Linked DNA regions of Zea mays: region 2 is linked to region 1. The links are chromatin contacts, called in public Hi-C maps. All regions are on one chromosome and are shown on one strand. The core of a region is the stretch at or near the end of the contact, and the rest is flanking DNA. Distances in the headings are between cores, read along the strand shown. Region 1 holds the start of LOC100277467 (DUF3511 domain protein). Region 2 holds the start of LOC100383342 (D-alanine--D-alanine ligase family).

Region 1 (7,736 bases), core at 641-3,140:
GTGTCATCTGCTAGGTCGTGCGCCTTCATACCCCTGGTATGGCGTCGTGTCTTGTCCGTTCGCCATATGAGTTCCTGTAGCTATTCTGATATAGATATAGCAGTGTTTGGTGGGTCCTACCGAGTCAGCTCGAGGTGGGATTTAGGGGTGTCTTCGGTACAACTTCATCTTCTGTCATCCCCTTAGTGTCACCTTTCATAATGCACAGGTGTATGCCTGGTACGACATATTTCTCTATCCCCTCTAGTGTATGGGTCACTGTAGAGACCCTGATGCTGAGGTCCCTTTGGTTGGCGTTGAATGGACCCACTGGCCAGCGGGGATACGTATCCGGCGTCGTGCTTGATAGAGACCCTTCTTTACTACTCCCATGGTCTGGACACAACTTGATGATGATATGTATCATTGTACCGTTGTGGCTTGATAGTACTAGGTCTGCTCTTCCCCTGCAGAGGTGTTCGTTTGAGAGCCGGTTGTCATCTTACTAGGTTTCTCGGCAGGCAGGTTGGTTGGCAGCCCCACCTCGCTGGGTTGCTCGGCAGGCAGGTTGACGACAACCCAGCCTCGTTGGTTGCTCGGTAGGCAGGTTGATCGGTAGCCCCGCCTCGCTGAGTTGCTCGATAGTGTTGCTCGGCAGGTAGGTTGGTCGGCAATTTCGACCCGCCAGGTTGTTCGGCTGGTGGGTCGGTCGGTTAGTGGGCCATCTTTGGGGGTCTTTTGGGCCTTCTTTGGGTACCCGTTCTCAGGTACCCGACATATGGAGTAATGAAACATGCTTATATATAAATGTAGATAGGTTCAACATAAAGAGTGAGAGAATAATTATTACAAACCAAGTTTAGAATGCACAGAGCGCTATCCTAACTCTAATATTTCTCATCTCACACATCTAAGAATGCTGAGAACGTCCATGACAATAGAAAGAAATTGAACCCTTTCCCATCGTCAACACTTATCCTCTTTGGCACCAAGCACCAAAAAGGAAAAAGAAGAGGAAATAAGAAGTGAATCATCCTCAACCCCTACCGTGTCCCATGGAATGTCGTCTCCTCCCTGTGCACCACCACCATCACCATCACCATCATCGACATCATCCGAAACAACTGCGTGACCGTCTTTGTGAGAAGTAGAAGTGTAACTAGAGAATCCTGTCGGCCAATGGATATATCACTGTAAGCAGGAGGAGGAGCCTCGAGAGGAGGTAGGACAGAGCGTTTATGCAGCTCACGAATCTCAAGCCATGCCTCATAGGTCACGTTGGTTGTATATTAACATGTCCCAAAAATGGCACTTAGCTAATGTGGAAGCTTGCTCTTCTTCCTATGAGAAGAGGAAGAAGGGCAGGAGGACACAGGTTAGTCGCTGGCAAAAGAACTGAGAGGACGATCACCTCCAAACGATGCCCTAGGGCAACCACTAGTAGAAGATGTTGGCTAGGGTCAACATAGGTAGAGGAGTGAGTCCTTTCTACTCTGAAAGTCTCATGTAGACCATCATGTGGAAAGATAAATCCTATCACCCGCTCATTGATAAACATTACATGAGGCGCATAGGGAACGTCTTGTGGGAATCCTCGATCACAAACTGTAACTCATTCCAGATGAAATGAGAGACCAAGAAGGGAGCGCCACTAGGACCAAACCTTGCCATAAGATTTCTTGCATATCCATAGAGATTGGAAATTGATCCTACCCATAGGGATTGCAAGTTGATCCTATCTTGGGGTTGATGTTCTAGAGGAAAAGGTTGTAGAACATATAAGGGCTTTAGATCTCTCACAAGAGCATCAACTGTTGTGGGGTTGACATACACGAAGGTGATTTCACGTTCAATCAGATTCCTTTTATCATGAAACTTAGCAAAACACATGTCCATCGAAATGAAGCCCAACAAACGAACAAAAGTGATAAAGTCAAGCCTATAGTGCCTGCCTTCTGTCATCCAGTGAAGTATGTCTGTCATATTGCACCAATAGTAGGTGGAGATGAACTGGTGCAAGATATTTGTGCTCCAATTGTTAAGAATATTTATCAGGGTACTAAAAATACATCAACTAATAAAGACCATGACAAGTGGGTCTGTGAGCTCGACTACGCTATCCAGGGACTCGCCCCACATGTTAGAGAGACACTTGGCTCGTCAAAAAAAAATCAAAGATGCAGGATCTTATCAGATTTGTAGATATCTATGTAATAAGATAGTCTGGATGGTAAAGGAAACATGTCTATAAACCGTCCTCTTCTTGGATTATAAAAAGGATAGATGAGTCCTCTTCTTGGATTATAAAAGGATAGATGAGTCATCTACTAGATTATAAGATAATATCCAGCAGATCGTGTATATGGTTGTGTAAAATAATATTTTGTAGTACAATATGCATTGTTCATATATTGAAGTTTGGAGAATGGATTGTGTGGTGATGGATGATGAATGGATTGTGTGCAAAGCATAGGATGCTCCTACTGCCGCTGCCGGACAAGAATCCCTGAGCTCCATTTATTCCTCCTTGCAGCAGCAAAGCAAGCATCGTCAGCCTGCCTCGCGTCTCGTCGACCATCCAAATCCACTCCCTTCTCTAGTCCAAGGAGCTCAGGAGGTCGAGGAAGAAGGAATGGCGCCGTCGTACCGGCCCTACCACGTCGCCGGCGAGGATCAGCAGCGTAAGGTGAAGGCGGGTGGGAAGTGGTTGGCCGCGTGGAGCGTGCTGGGTGTTGGCGGCGACCCGGCGGAGATGAAGCGGCGGAGGCGGGTGGCCAGCTACAAGGCGTACGCGGTGGAAGGCAAGGTGAAGGCGTCCATCCGCCGGGGCATCCGATGGGTCAAGGCCAAGTGCGACCGCATCGCCGCCATTCACAACTAGCTAGTAGAGCAGAGCTGAGCTGAGCATGTCGTCGGTTCCTTTCCTTGTGCGCTTGCATTGCATTGCATTGTGTTTTTACCTGTTCAGGATCCATTTCCATTTACCAGCTTCTTGTTGTTGTTGTTGTTGTTGTTGTCACATGTATGTGCATGATCCATTCTGAACCCGGTTTTAATCCGAAACAAATCAGCCACTAGAGCAAAGTTCATCATATCAGCAGCTCATTGCCTCGCAATTCACCGGAATCGGACGGTCGAACCCGCCTCGGGACAGCAGGGTGCCCACCACCGCCATGTCGCGGCAGAACACGCCATGGAACGGCGGGATCAATGGTGGTGTGGCTGCAGTCGCCATAGGCATGTTGCCACCGTTTGCAGTGGCACTCCCTTGCACTGTTGCCACCACCTCTTTTTCTTCTTCCTCCGGCCCTGCCGTGGCAGCGGCGTCCTTGCCTCTCTCCTCCAGCACCGCCGACATGATGAACGAGTAGCCCTTCTGCAGCATCCGGTACAGAAACAGCGCCGACATGCGCGCCTGGTCGCGCACCGCCTCCAGGTCCCGGTGCTCGTCCACGAGCTCCATCCTCTCCGCGAACGACACCGACCGCTCGGGCTTCAGCTTCAGCGTCAGCACCAGGTGCGCGCGCTCCAGCTCCGACCGCGTGCACCCGCGCCGCACCCCGAGGAGTGCGTAGTAGTCGACGCCGGCGGCGACGCGGCCGCGGAGCTGCTGGATGCGCGCGGTGAGCGTGCGGTGCGCGCCCGCGATCTCCGCGAACCGGATGCCGCCCTGCGGGCGCCAGCACGGGCCTGGCAGCTTGCCGTCCCGGAGCGCGGCGTCGTACAGGAGCTTCAGGTGGTCGAGGTCCCGGAGGCAGTCCGGAAGCGCCCCGACCGACTCCAGCACGTCGGCACGCGCGCGCAGCGCTGGGATATAGGCCGGGTCCAGCGCCAGCGCGCGGTTGCAGTCCGCGATGGCGTCCGCGGGGCGCCCCGCCGAGCGGAACGCCGCGGCGCGGCCCACGAGGCAGGCCGTGGCGAAGGGGTGCGGCAGCACGCTGCGGCGCGTGTCGAGCACCTTGTTGAAATGGCGCACGGCCTCGCCGGGGAAGCCGGCGTCCAGCGCCGCCACCGCGGCGGCGCGGCGGCGGAGGAGCAGCTTCACGTGCGCCAGCAGCTGCGACACGGACTCCGCCCTTGTATTGGCGGGCGCCAGCAGGTTCGACGGGGGCGGGAACCTGTCCTCCGACCAGCACACGCTCTCGCGCCGGAACGCCGCGGAGGCGAGGCGGCGACCGGTTTGGAGAAGCACCAACGCGTCCTCCATCAGGCCGAGGTGGAAGCAAGCCTGGCCCAGGACCAAGTACCTCCACTGGTGGGCGTGGATGCTGGAGAAGGTGGCGACCAGGCGGCGCTTGAGGCCGGACACGTCGAGGCAGCACAGGAAGCGGCCAGCGTCGGGGCGGTCGTGGTCCGGTGACAGGAGATCTGCCCCGGAGCCAGACGAGCAGGATGAGGAGGACGAGGCGGTGGTGGCGTCGTCGGCCGAGCACGACTTGGCGCAGCAGCTGGGGATGTAGTCGCAGAGCATGTCGGCGACGTCGCGGTAGCGCCTGAGCGCGAGGAGCGCCCGCGCCCGGAGCTCCAGCGCCGCCTCGGCCCGCGGCGACATCTCCAGGGCGACGGTCACCAGGCCGAGCGCCGCCGCCGCCGCGTCGTCCGCATCCTCGGTGTCCTGCGCCGCCGCAGCGAGAGCCGCCCGCGCCTCGCCGAGGTACCTGTCGACCACCTGTCGCACATCGCAATCAACGCGTGGCCTTCCAACACTGAAACGAAAATTTGTGGCGGAAAAGAACAACCAAGCCGTCCACGCAAACAGAAGGCATCACGGAAGAGGACGAGGGTCCGTCCTCGAATCACGAACGTCTCGCCATCACGGAAGTGGATCGATCAGCAAGGCTGGCACTCCTCTCGGGATTACAGAAGGCGAAACCGGGCAGGCATGGACGGACGAGACGAGAGTAGAGGTGAGTGGGGGAGGGGAGCAATGCGGGCACGAACCTTCTTGTTGCCTCGCAGCCACCTGATGCGATTCTTGGTCGGAGCGGAGGAAGGGGGCGGCGGCGGCGGCGCCATTGCGTCCCGCGCATCAACCAAAAAGATATACTCCTCCTCTATAGTAGCACCGGCAATGGCAACAACGGGGTGGAGATGAGATCCTCTACAGCGTCTCTAAGTTTTCTTGTTGCACGGTGCCTGCCAAATTGATTGATGGATCCGAAATGCCAGCTTGGAGCCTAGACTGAAATAAAACGGAGGGAGGGAGGGATGAGAGTTGAGACAGAGTGCTGCTGACTGGTTTTGCTTTGTGACAAAGAAAGCATCGATCCTCCAAGTTCCTAGCTGGAAGAGATGCCCGTGGCTGGCTTTGCTGTGGATGAGCCAGTTTTTTTTTTTTTTTTGAAGCGGAAGACGACAGGGGGTTGGCTATGGTTGGGAATGGGCACGGCAGGTGTGCATTGTGGCATACGCCTCCCCTCCCATGGTGTTCACATGTGGAGGGCAGTGTCAGCGTGGTCTTTCCAGCAGGGTCTCTTCCAGCAGAGCAGGAAGGAGCAGCATTATCCAGCCTTAAGCCCATGTGTTCCGGCAGTTAGCAACTCAACTCCCTCCGCATCTCACTCACTACTTCTACTTTTGTTGTTGCTTTTGGTACATAACTACACATTTTAAAGAGTAAAGACTGAATTAATTCCTAAGATAACCGCTAAATGAACTAGGGATAAATTATACACGGTGAAAAAATATCATATTTATCGGTGTTTCGAACTAGCACCAATGATGAAACTTGTGTATACACGTTTTAGATCCAGATGACGTGCTCAGTTGACGCAATATTTATACTTGTTCGGGCTAAACGTCCCTACTTTCAGTTTTCGGTAGCTCACGCTACCGACACCTGATTACACGTAGTAAGGGTTACAAACGGACGAGAGAGTAAAGAATCCCAAGTCTCTAAGGGTTGTTCGGCTAGAGGATCTACGTAGCGTGTGTTGGTTCCCCCTTCGGCCCCCCTTCCGTTGAGTTGGCCTTCCTTTTATAAATCAAGGAGAAGTCGGTTACAGATGTATTCTCTCGAAAGGAGTCGTTGCGTTGGGGTAAAATGGAATAGTTCTCCCTCGGTAAAAGCCTCATCGCGTGTCGTTATTCATTCCCATATAAATCTTTGGTCGCGCCTCTTCAAGACTGCTGGTGAAGCGTGTAGGAAACGGGTGACGCCTAAGAGGGGGGTGAATTAGGACTTCCAAAACTTTTACTAAACTAGGCCACAATTAAATCCCTAGAGCAAAACCTTTGCAAGTAATCAAACTAGAGTGTGCAAACTAGGTTTTGTCTAAGTGTTGCTATCTCTACCGCAAAGGTTAAGTTTCAATCTACACTAAACAAGTATGACTACAAGATTGAAACTTAAATGCTTAATATAAATATGGAAAGTAAAGAGCTAGGTAGAGAAGCAAACTCTCGTGGATGACGCCGGTATTTTTACCGAGGTATCCGGAACCACGCAAGGTCCCGACTAATCCTCGTTGGTGCCCCTACGCAAAGGGAAGCCCACGCGAGGGCCAAGCACCTCGGTCGAGTAACTCCGTAGAGAGCCGCGGGCCTTCTCCACGCGCAAGTGGTGCTCCGCTTCCGGCTCCTCTCGGACGCTCCCCGCCGTCTCCACTATCGAGCTTCCGGCCGAAACGCCGCGGGCCTCGTTCCCTCCGGTACACGGTGGCGGCCGTGACACAAACGCGGTTGTCACGGTCTCGCAAGACTCTCGCCCCACTCGGTACAATTACAACGACTCACGCAAGAGCCGAGGGGTTGTGTGGTTTTACAAAACTCACTCAACTAACTAGGATTCACCTAGAGCAAGCGCTAATGCGGTCTAACTAACTTAAGCACTTCACAAAGCACCTACGCTAATCACCGAGTGATTCTATTAAGCACTTGGGTGTTTGAGCACTTGGAAATGTCTACAATATGCCTTGGTATGTTTCTTGGGCTCCCACACCTCCAAATGGCCGGTTGGGTGAAGTATATATAGGCCCCAACTCAAATATAGCCGTTGGAAAGCAGTTCTGCAGCTTTCTGCGGCGCACCGGACAGGTGCACCGGACTGTCCGGTGGTGCACCGGACATCCCACGTGTACTAGCCGTTAAAAGTAGCCGTTTGAGCTTCCGAAGATGGCGCACCGGACATGGCGCACCGGACGGTCCGGTGTGCACCGGACAGCCCATGTCCGCTTGTCGTATTTTGGCCGTAACTTTTAGCTCCGAACTCCGATTTCGATGATCTTGTACTTTTTGGAAAGCTTATGAAATTCTCTACATCCCAGAGTTGAAGCCATATCAGTTTGAGTAAATTTGGCACACCGGACAGGCCAGTGTGCACCGGACATCCCATATGCTACTGCAGTTTTTCAGCAATTCCGACTTCGTATTATGGGCATAACTTTTAGCTCCGAACTCCGATTTTGATGATCTTGGACTTTTTGGAAAGCTTATAAAATTGTCTACATCTCAGAGTTGAAGCCATGTCAGTTTGAACAGATTTGATGTTGTGAAACACTTCCAATTCAGTCAGCCCTTCCTCTCAACTTTATCAACTTCACTTTTGTTTTGTAGCTTTGTATCTCACTTCTACTTCTTGATGTGTTGGACTCTTAGCATATATAAAGTGTCTTCAATATTACTTTGTAATGTCTTCTATGAGTCTTATAATGTCTTCTTTGAGGTGTTGCATCCTCAGAGCCTCAGTTCAATCCACTTTGCATCCTGTGAACTACAACACACAAACACTTGGGAAATACATTAGTTCACGGATTGTG
Region 2 (7,009 bases), core at 481-2,980, 140 kb before region 1:
GAAGTACATGTCTCAAACAACTTTATAAAAGATAAAAGGCTTTGTCATTTAGGTACTAGCTTCAGCAAAACAGAACATGCAATTGTTAACCAAATTCAACCAAGGGAACCTTTATCTTATTACAGTATATTGAAGTTGCTCGAATAAATGTAACTATCCCCAGTGAAGGTGCAGAAATCCATATAAGCTGAGCACCTTGGAATCGCAAAAGAAAAAGTTTGAGCTGACCACAGGGTTTTCTAAAACTAACAAAAATTGAGAAAATTCTGTTGCTAAGCTGAGCAGAGCTTGGTTCCTCGATCAGGGGGTCTCTATAAATAACACTAACAGACAAGCAACTAGGGAGAGTTGCTATAAAAAAATAGTGTGTGACCAACTCAATTAAAAAATGACACAGACAGCACAACCACCACTCACCAGAGTATATTCTGGTTATAGCATTATTATTATTATTATTATTATTAACAGCCAAGAGAATCCGAGCACGTGACGTCACCTGCGCAGGAGATATCGCGAAGGCCTTCATAGCACAGTCAATGTAGTAGCAGCAGACGACCAAATCCTCTCCCTGCATTGGACCATGAAAGGGAATACGAACGCGAGTGACGAGGCAGCACACAGGCGCGAATGGTTTCGGTGCACACTACACAGTACAGTCGGCATCAAGTTCGAAGCACTACTAGTTCCTAGCAGAAATGATGAGTGAGCTCTGTAGCTCTCTCTAAAACTCAAATGTATGCATTTCTGTTATGCAAATTAATAGAACGGGAAATTTGGATATGTATTACAACTTTTGATATATATCATTGATATCTCATTTATATGTGGGATCCACATGAGTGAATGATATGTGAAGCCAATGTTATATATCTAAAATTGTAATATTTTAATGGTATAGATCTAATTATTCTTAATAGAAATGGGGTTCTACTCTGTTAAAAAAAGAGTGGTCTGGTCATCGCAGTAGTCAGTGACCCCTTGGCCCCTGGGCGGGCGGCGCTGACCCGAATCATCAAAGCAATAAGCAACGGCACTAGTCTCACAGAAAGTGTAGCTCAAAAGTCAAAGCGGCAGCAGCTCGAATCCAACTCCCAGTAACGCGTCGCTATGTCTTCTCAAACCCGCGCGTCTCCGCGCCACGAACGGCAACGGTATCAGTATTTGAACTCAACAAGCGAGGCGAAACAGACGCGTGAGTGCGGACCGCATACCTGGATGTGATCCAGCACCGAGCGCGCGGAGTTGAGGGAGACGCCCCTCTCGCCGGAGGGCCCGCCGCAGACGAGGCCGACGCGGAGCGGCCTCCCCTGCTCCCCCGCCTCCACCCCAGCCTCCCGCTGCTCGCGATCGGACTCGGACACCGCCGCGCGGAGCGGAGCGGGGCCTCGCGCCGCGGACGTGAACCCTAGTGGCGGGGACGAGACGAGCGCGCGGAGCGGCGCGGCGAGGGCGCGGAGGTGGCGAAGGGTCGGGGAAGAGAGCCGGGCCCGGGGCAGGGGCAGGGTTTGGGGACGCGAGAGCAGCATGGTGGGGGAGCAGGGCAGGCAGGCAGGCTAGGCAGCGATCGTGCTGATGCGGCCGTGCACCGTGGAGGAGTAGCTGGTGCTGGGAGCCGACGCGGGAGTGGGAAAGCGGGAGAGCGATGTGAAGTGCGGAAGGCGTGGCAACGCCCAGGCCCATATCCCTTTTTGTAGCGGAGGAAGCGGCCGGCGCCGGCTCGTCGTCTTCCCCTGGCTGGCGATGGTGCAATGCCAAAGAGGCATTTCATGATCAACGTTATTTGTGTCATCCCGTCCAGTCTCATATTGTTGTTAATAATAATAATTTGGACGGCCGTCTCATATTTTAGTTCCGGGGCGGCAATTGCCTGTAGTACGTCGGCTTATTATGATTACGATGCCCCCTATGTTTATTGCTTGAACTTTACATCTATGGTGCATGCTAAAGTTTGTCACTATACTTTTAACTAAACTTTAGCATAACAAATTCAAAGATGAGTGTTAAAAGCTAACAATAGATGTCTGGCTTGGGTTTCTATCATATACCTCATCCGCCACTCTCAGGAAAAAGGATTCCAAAACAGCCCTTGTTACGGTTGTTGGTAGTACTCTTTCGGGTGATCAGTTGGTGGCGCAATTGCAACGTGTTGTTTCAAGTAAGTGGAATTGGGAACCTGTTGTTCATGAGCAGAACTCTTTCATTGTCACGTTTCCATCTAAGAATGAGCTACAGAGGGTCATTGCCTTTGGGGGTGCGGATGTCCGGGATAAAAATGTGCCCATGGGGACAAGGATGCAATTTCAGGAATGGCATGAGGAGGAGGAAGGTTTTCTGTTACCTAAGGTTTGGATTCGGGTCACCGGAATCAGGAAGAAATTGAGAGAATTTTTGAATCTCTGGGCCATTAGGTCTATGCTTGGGTCTACACAAACGGTTGATATGGAAACTACTCGCAAGAACAATTTTGGCCGGGTGTTGGTTGCTGTGTTGGATCCCAAGTTGTTGCCGACAAAGTTGGATGCTGTTATCGGCGACCACTACTTTGAATTAAGATTCGAGGTCGAATCAGTGGGTTTTGATGAAAACGGTGATGAAGTAAACCAGAATTTTGGGGATGGAAATGATGGCGACAATGAGAACATGGATGAAGATGATCCCAATGATAGCAGTAGCTTGGACAGAGAGGGGAAGCGCTCTAAGAAGGACCTCTCTCGCTGCCAAAATGGAAGTGACACTTCTATGGGAATGGGTGGGGCTGCCCCTGGTGGCACCTCTGCAGCCCCTGTTTTGGCACTTGAGCATGGAGTAGATACGGAGGAAAAGATCAGGAAAATGGCAAATGAAATTATGGATATAGTCGTGGATATGTCGCTTGACTTTTGTGTTGACAAAGTTCTCGCGGAGGAAGATGGCGAATACTTGGAAGGAGCAGCTGATGGCATTTCTATTGACATGGTGGCTGAATCTCCTACTGATTGTCCCATGAAGGTTGTGAATGGTGGCTCACTAGATGGTGTGTTGGTGGACAAATTGCCTGCTGCGTTTTCTGTGGTTGGAGGGGTATCTGATGATGGTGTGTGCGGTGGTGGATCTCCTTCTGAGGCCATGTTGATGGCTGATACTGAGGCCACAATGGTGGCTGCTGATCTGGTGCAGGAATCGCATCCTGGTCGGCCGCGGGAATGCCTTGCGGTTTATGCGCGCCGTGGGGCTGTCTCTGCGCCGCCTTGCTCCAGGAGGGGGCTGCAGCAGCCTGGACTTGGCGCCCTCTCATCAGATATGCTGGTGGCCGCTGCGGGGATCAAGGAGGTGGTGTCGCAGCCCACACGTTCAAGCCCAAGGCTTGCGGGCGGGGCTGATCACCACATTTTGGAGAAGGCCAAGCTGAGGGCTGCATGGAGGAATCTTGACGGTCCAGGTAAATCCATATCCTCTGGCCCTTTCTCTTTTCCTAATGATGTTATCTCTACTATGGTTAGCAATATAGGGGTATCTCTAGGCTCTAATCAAAAACAAGTTTCAGATTCAGTTTCTCTTTTAAATAGACTTGAGCTCCACAATTCTGAACCCCAATTAGATAGTAGCACGTTTTTTTCTGGCTCAGAGTTTGAACATTCTGATAATGATGAGGTGGACAAGTATGAATCTTACAATCTCACTCTTGGACACTTATGTGGTGACTTTGTGGAGGAGGTTATGGATGAGGACAGTGATCACCTAAGTTGTGATTTCCACACTGTCTTTAAGAAAAATAAATCAAAAGGCTCCTCAAGAAGCAAAGGTAGCACAAAAATAAAGTTTGTTAAGAAACATAAAAGGTGTACAAAATGAAAGGAATTTTTTGGAATAGCAGAGGTCTTGGTGACTTGGCTAAATTCAGGTTCATTTCCGATACTAGTAAAGAAGAGAAGCTAGATTTCATTGCGTTACTCGAAATAGGAAAACATGATTTCACACAAAGTACTTTGAATAATATTTGTGCTGGTCGGGACTTCTTATGGCACTGGTCGAAACCTCATGGTAGGTCCGGAGGCATCCTACTAGGTGTTAATCTGGAAGTTTTTGACATCGGTAGTATTGATGTGGGTGACTTCTATGTGAAGTTCCATCTACGAAACAAGGATGATGGCTTTAGTTGGGTTCTGGTGGCGGTCTATGGGGCTGCACAAGATGAATTCAAGGAATCTTTTCTGGCTGAACTGGTGCAAACTTGTGCCAAAGAAAACCTACCTCTTATTGTTGGTGGTGATTTCAATATCATTAGAAACCAACATGAAAAAAATAATGACAACTACAATGATAGATGGCCTTTCCTTTTTAATGCAGTCATTGATAGCTTGGATCTCCGGGAATTGGGATTGTCAAATCGGAAATTCACTTGGGCTAACTCTAGAAGTGTACCCACCTTTGAGACTCTTGACCGTATCTTGGTTACTACCGAGTGGGAGTCAAAGTATCCTTTGACAACGGTTCAAGCTTTGACGAGAGAAATTTCTGACCACACTCCACTGCTCATGAACACGGGAAGTGGAACCCACTCAAACAATCAGCCTCCTTTTAAATTTAAGCTCGGCTGGTTTCTGAGAGAAGGTTTCTCGGATATGGTGACACAGGTTTGGAAAAATGAGAATAGAGGTTGGTCCCCACTACAAAAATGGCAGTTCAAAATTCAAAGACTACGCCAATTCCTAAGGGGTTGGGCGAAAAATACCAGTGGTGCATATAAAAAAAGAGAAAGAGCAAATTATTAAGAAGGCTGATGATTTAGACAAAAAGGCCGAAACGCAGATGCTTACTGCTCAAGAACTTGACTTAAAGCAGTGTCTAAAGCAGCGTCTAGCTCACATGCTAAGAGAGGAAGAAATTAAATGGTACCAAAGAGCCAAAACAACTAAGTTGTTACAGGGTGATTGTAATACTAAGTACTTTCAGCTGGTAGCAAATGGGAAACATAGAAAAACGAGGATATTCTGGTTAGAACAAGAGAACTGCACTATTGAGGGTGATGAAAATCTTAAAAGATTTATCACTATCTATTACAAGGGCCTCTTTGGTGCATCAGAACCCAACCATTTTTCCATGGTTGAATCGGTCAGAGACGATATCCCACAGGTAACTGACCTGGAAAATGAAATTCTTACTTCACCATTTATGATGGATGAAGTCAAGAAGGCAATCTTCCATATGGAACATAATAAGGCACCAGGACCTGATGGCTTCCCAGCTGAATTTTATCAAGTCTTCTGGGACGTAATCAAAGTCGATTTACTATGCCTCTTTCTTGAGTTCCATAAGGGAAATCTGCCCCTGTACTATCTCAACTTTGGTATAATTACTTTACTCCCCAAGCAAAAAGAGGCCAAACAAATTCAACAATTTAGACCTATATGCCTGCTTAATGTGAGCTTTAAGATTTTCACCAAGGTAATGACGAACCGTGTGGCTCTAGTAGCACAGAAAGTCATTAAGCCTTCTCAAACTGCTTTCATGTCAGGAAGAAACATTATGGAGGGAGTCATTATTTTACACGAGACGATCCACGAGTTACACAGGAAGAAGCTTGATGGCGTCGTACTAAAACTCGACTTTGAGAAGGCCTATGACAAGGTCAATTGGTCCTTTCTCCAACAAGCTTTGCGCATGAAAGGCTTTTCCCCCAGTGGTGCAATTGGATCAGCCAAATTGTCAAGGAAGGTAGTGTCGGTATCAAAGTCAATGACGACATAGGCCACTACTTTCAAACAAAGAAAGGACTTAGACAAGGGGATCCTCTGTCTCCGATCCTCTTTAATATCGTTGCGGACATGTTGGCTATTTCAATTGAGAGAGCAAAGAATAATGTTGACCTAGTAGGATTAGTACCACACTTAGTGGATGGAGGACTCTCTATACTTCAATATGCTGATGATACTATCCTATTTATGGAACATGACCTCGATAAGGCCAAAAATCTTAAACTAGTGTTAAGTACTTTTGAGCAGCTATCGGGTCTTAAAATAAACTTCCATAAGAGCGAGCTATATTGCTATGGAGAGGCTAAAGATTTTGAGCATGAATATGCAAATCTTTTTGGGTGCAATTCTGGTTGTGTTCCCTTTAAATACCTTGGAATCCCCATGCACCATAGGAAGTTATCAAACAACGACTGGAAGATAATTGAGGAAAAATTTTAGAAAAAACTCAGTAGTTGGAAAGGAAAATTGTTGTCAGTAGGGGGTAGGCTAGTTCTGATTAATTCTGTGCTTACTAGCCTTGCCATGTATATGTTGTCTTTCTTTGAGATACCGAAAGGTGTGCTTAAAAAACTCAACTACTATCGCTCACGTTTCTATTGGCAATGTGATGAACACAAGAAGAAGTACAGGCTCACTAAGTGGAGCATCTTGTGTAGGCCTACAGACTGTGGGGGTTTAGGCATCCTGAATTTGGAAACCCAAAACAAATGTCTTTTGAGTAAGTGGCTTTTCAAGTTAATTAATGAGGAAGGCATTTGGCAAAATCTTCTAAAAAGGAAATATTTGTCACATAAAAACCTTGCCCAAGCTCAAAGACAGCCCGGGGATTCCCATTTCTGGTCTGGACTCATGAAAGTGAAAGACCAATTCTTACATTACAGACGTTTCAAAGTTCATAATGGAAAGGAAACTAGATTCTGGGAAGACAACTGGGTAGGTGATAGGCGTCTTAAAATCGCCTATCCTAACCTCTATCAGATTGTGCGCAAAAAGTCCGCAACGGTAGCCGAGGTGCTAAGCACCACGTTGCTAAATGTGACCTTTCGAAGGGCGTTAACGGGCGTTAACTTGGAGTCGTGGTACAAATTGGTGGCATGTGTCCTCAACACTAGCCTTACAGGTGATAGGGACATTTTCATTTGGAATTTACACAAAAGTGGGGTATTCTCAACACGCTCTTTCTATAGGGTATTGATTTGTGATGGTATTGTTCCACTTAAGTCCCCAATCTGGAAGATTAAGTTACCACTTAAAATTAAAATTTTCCTGTGGTA

The links. Hi-C and Micro-C count contacts between places; a contact is called where the count stands out from the background.
Region 2: a contact with region 1 is called in a Hi-C map of ear, with 2.8 times the contacts expected there. The contact joins the promoter of LOC100383342 here to the promoter of LOC100277467 in region 1. A contact is called at or near these places in 3 of 25 Hi-C or Micro-C datasets (ear and leaf).

The regions. Positions count from the first base shown.
Region 1 is chr2:224,638,372-224,646,107 of Zm-B73-REFERENCE-NAM-5.0, reverse strand. LOC100277467 (DUF3511 domain protein) reads left to right here and starts at 1,890. Exons shown (of 1, transcript XM_008672457.4): 1 at 1,890-3,071. The coding sequence starts at 2,612. The coding sequence ends at 2,860. LOC103647954 reads right to left here and starts at 5,657. Exons shown (of 2, transcript NM_001346997.2): 1 at 4,921-5,657; 2 at 3,030-4,648. The coding sequence starts at 4,995. The coding sequence ends at 3,074.
Region 2 is chr2:224,778,935-224,785,943 of Zm-B73-REFERENCE-NAM-5.0, reverse strand. LOC100383342 (D-alanine--D-alanine ligase family) reads right to left here and starts at 1,730. Exons shown (of 24, transcript XM_008672460.3): 1 at 1,212-1,730; 2 at 497-568. The coding sequence starts at 1,526.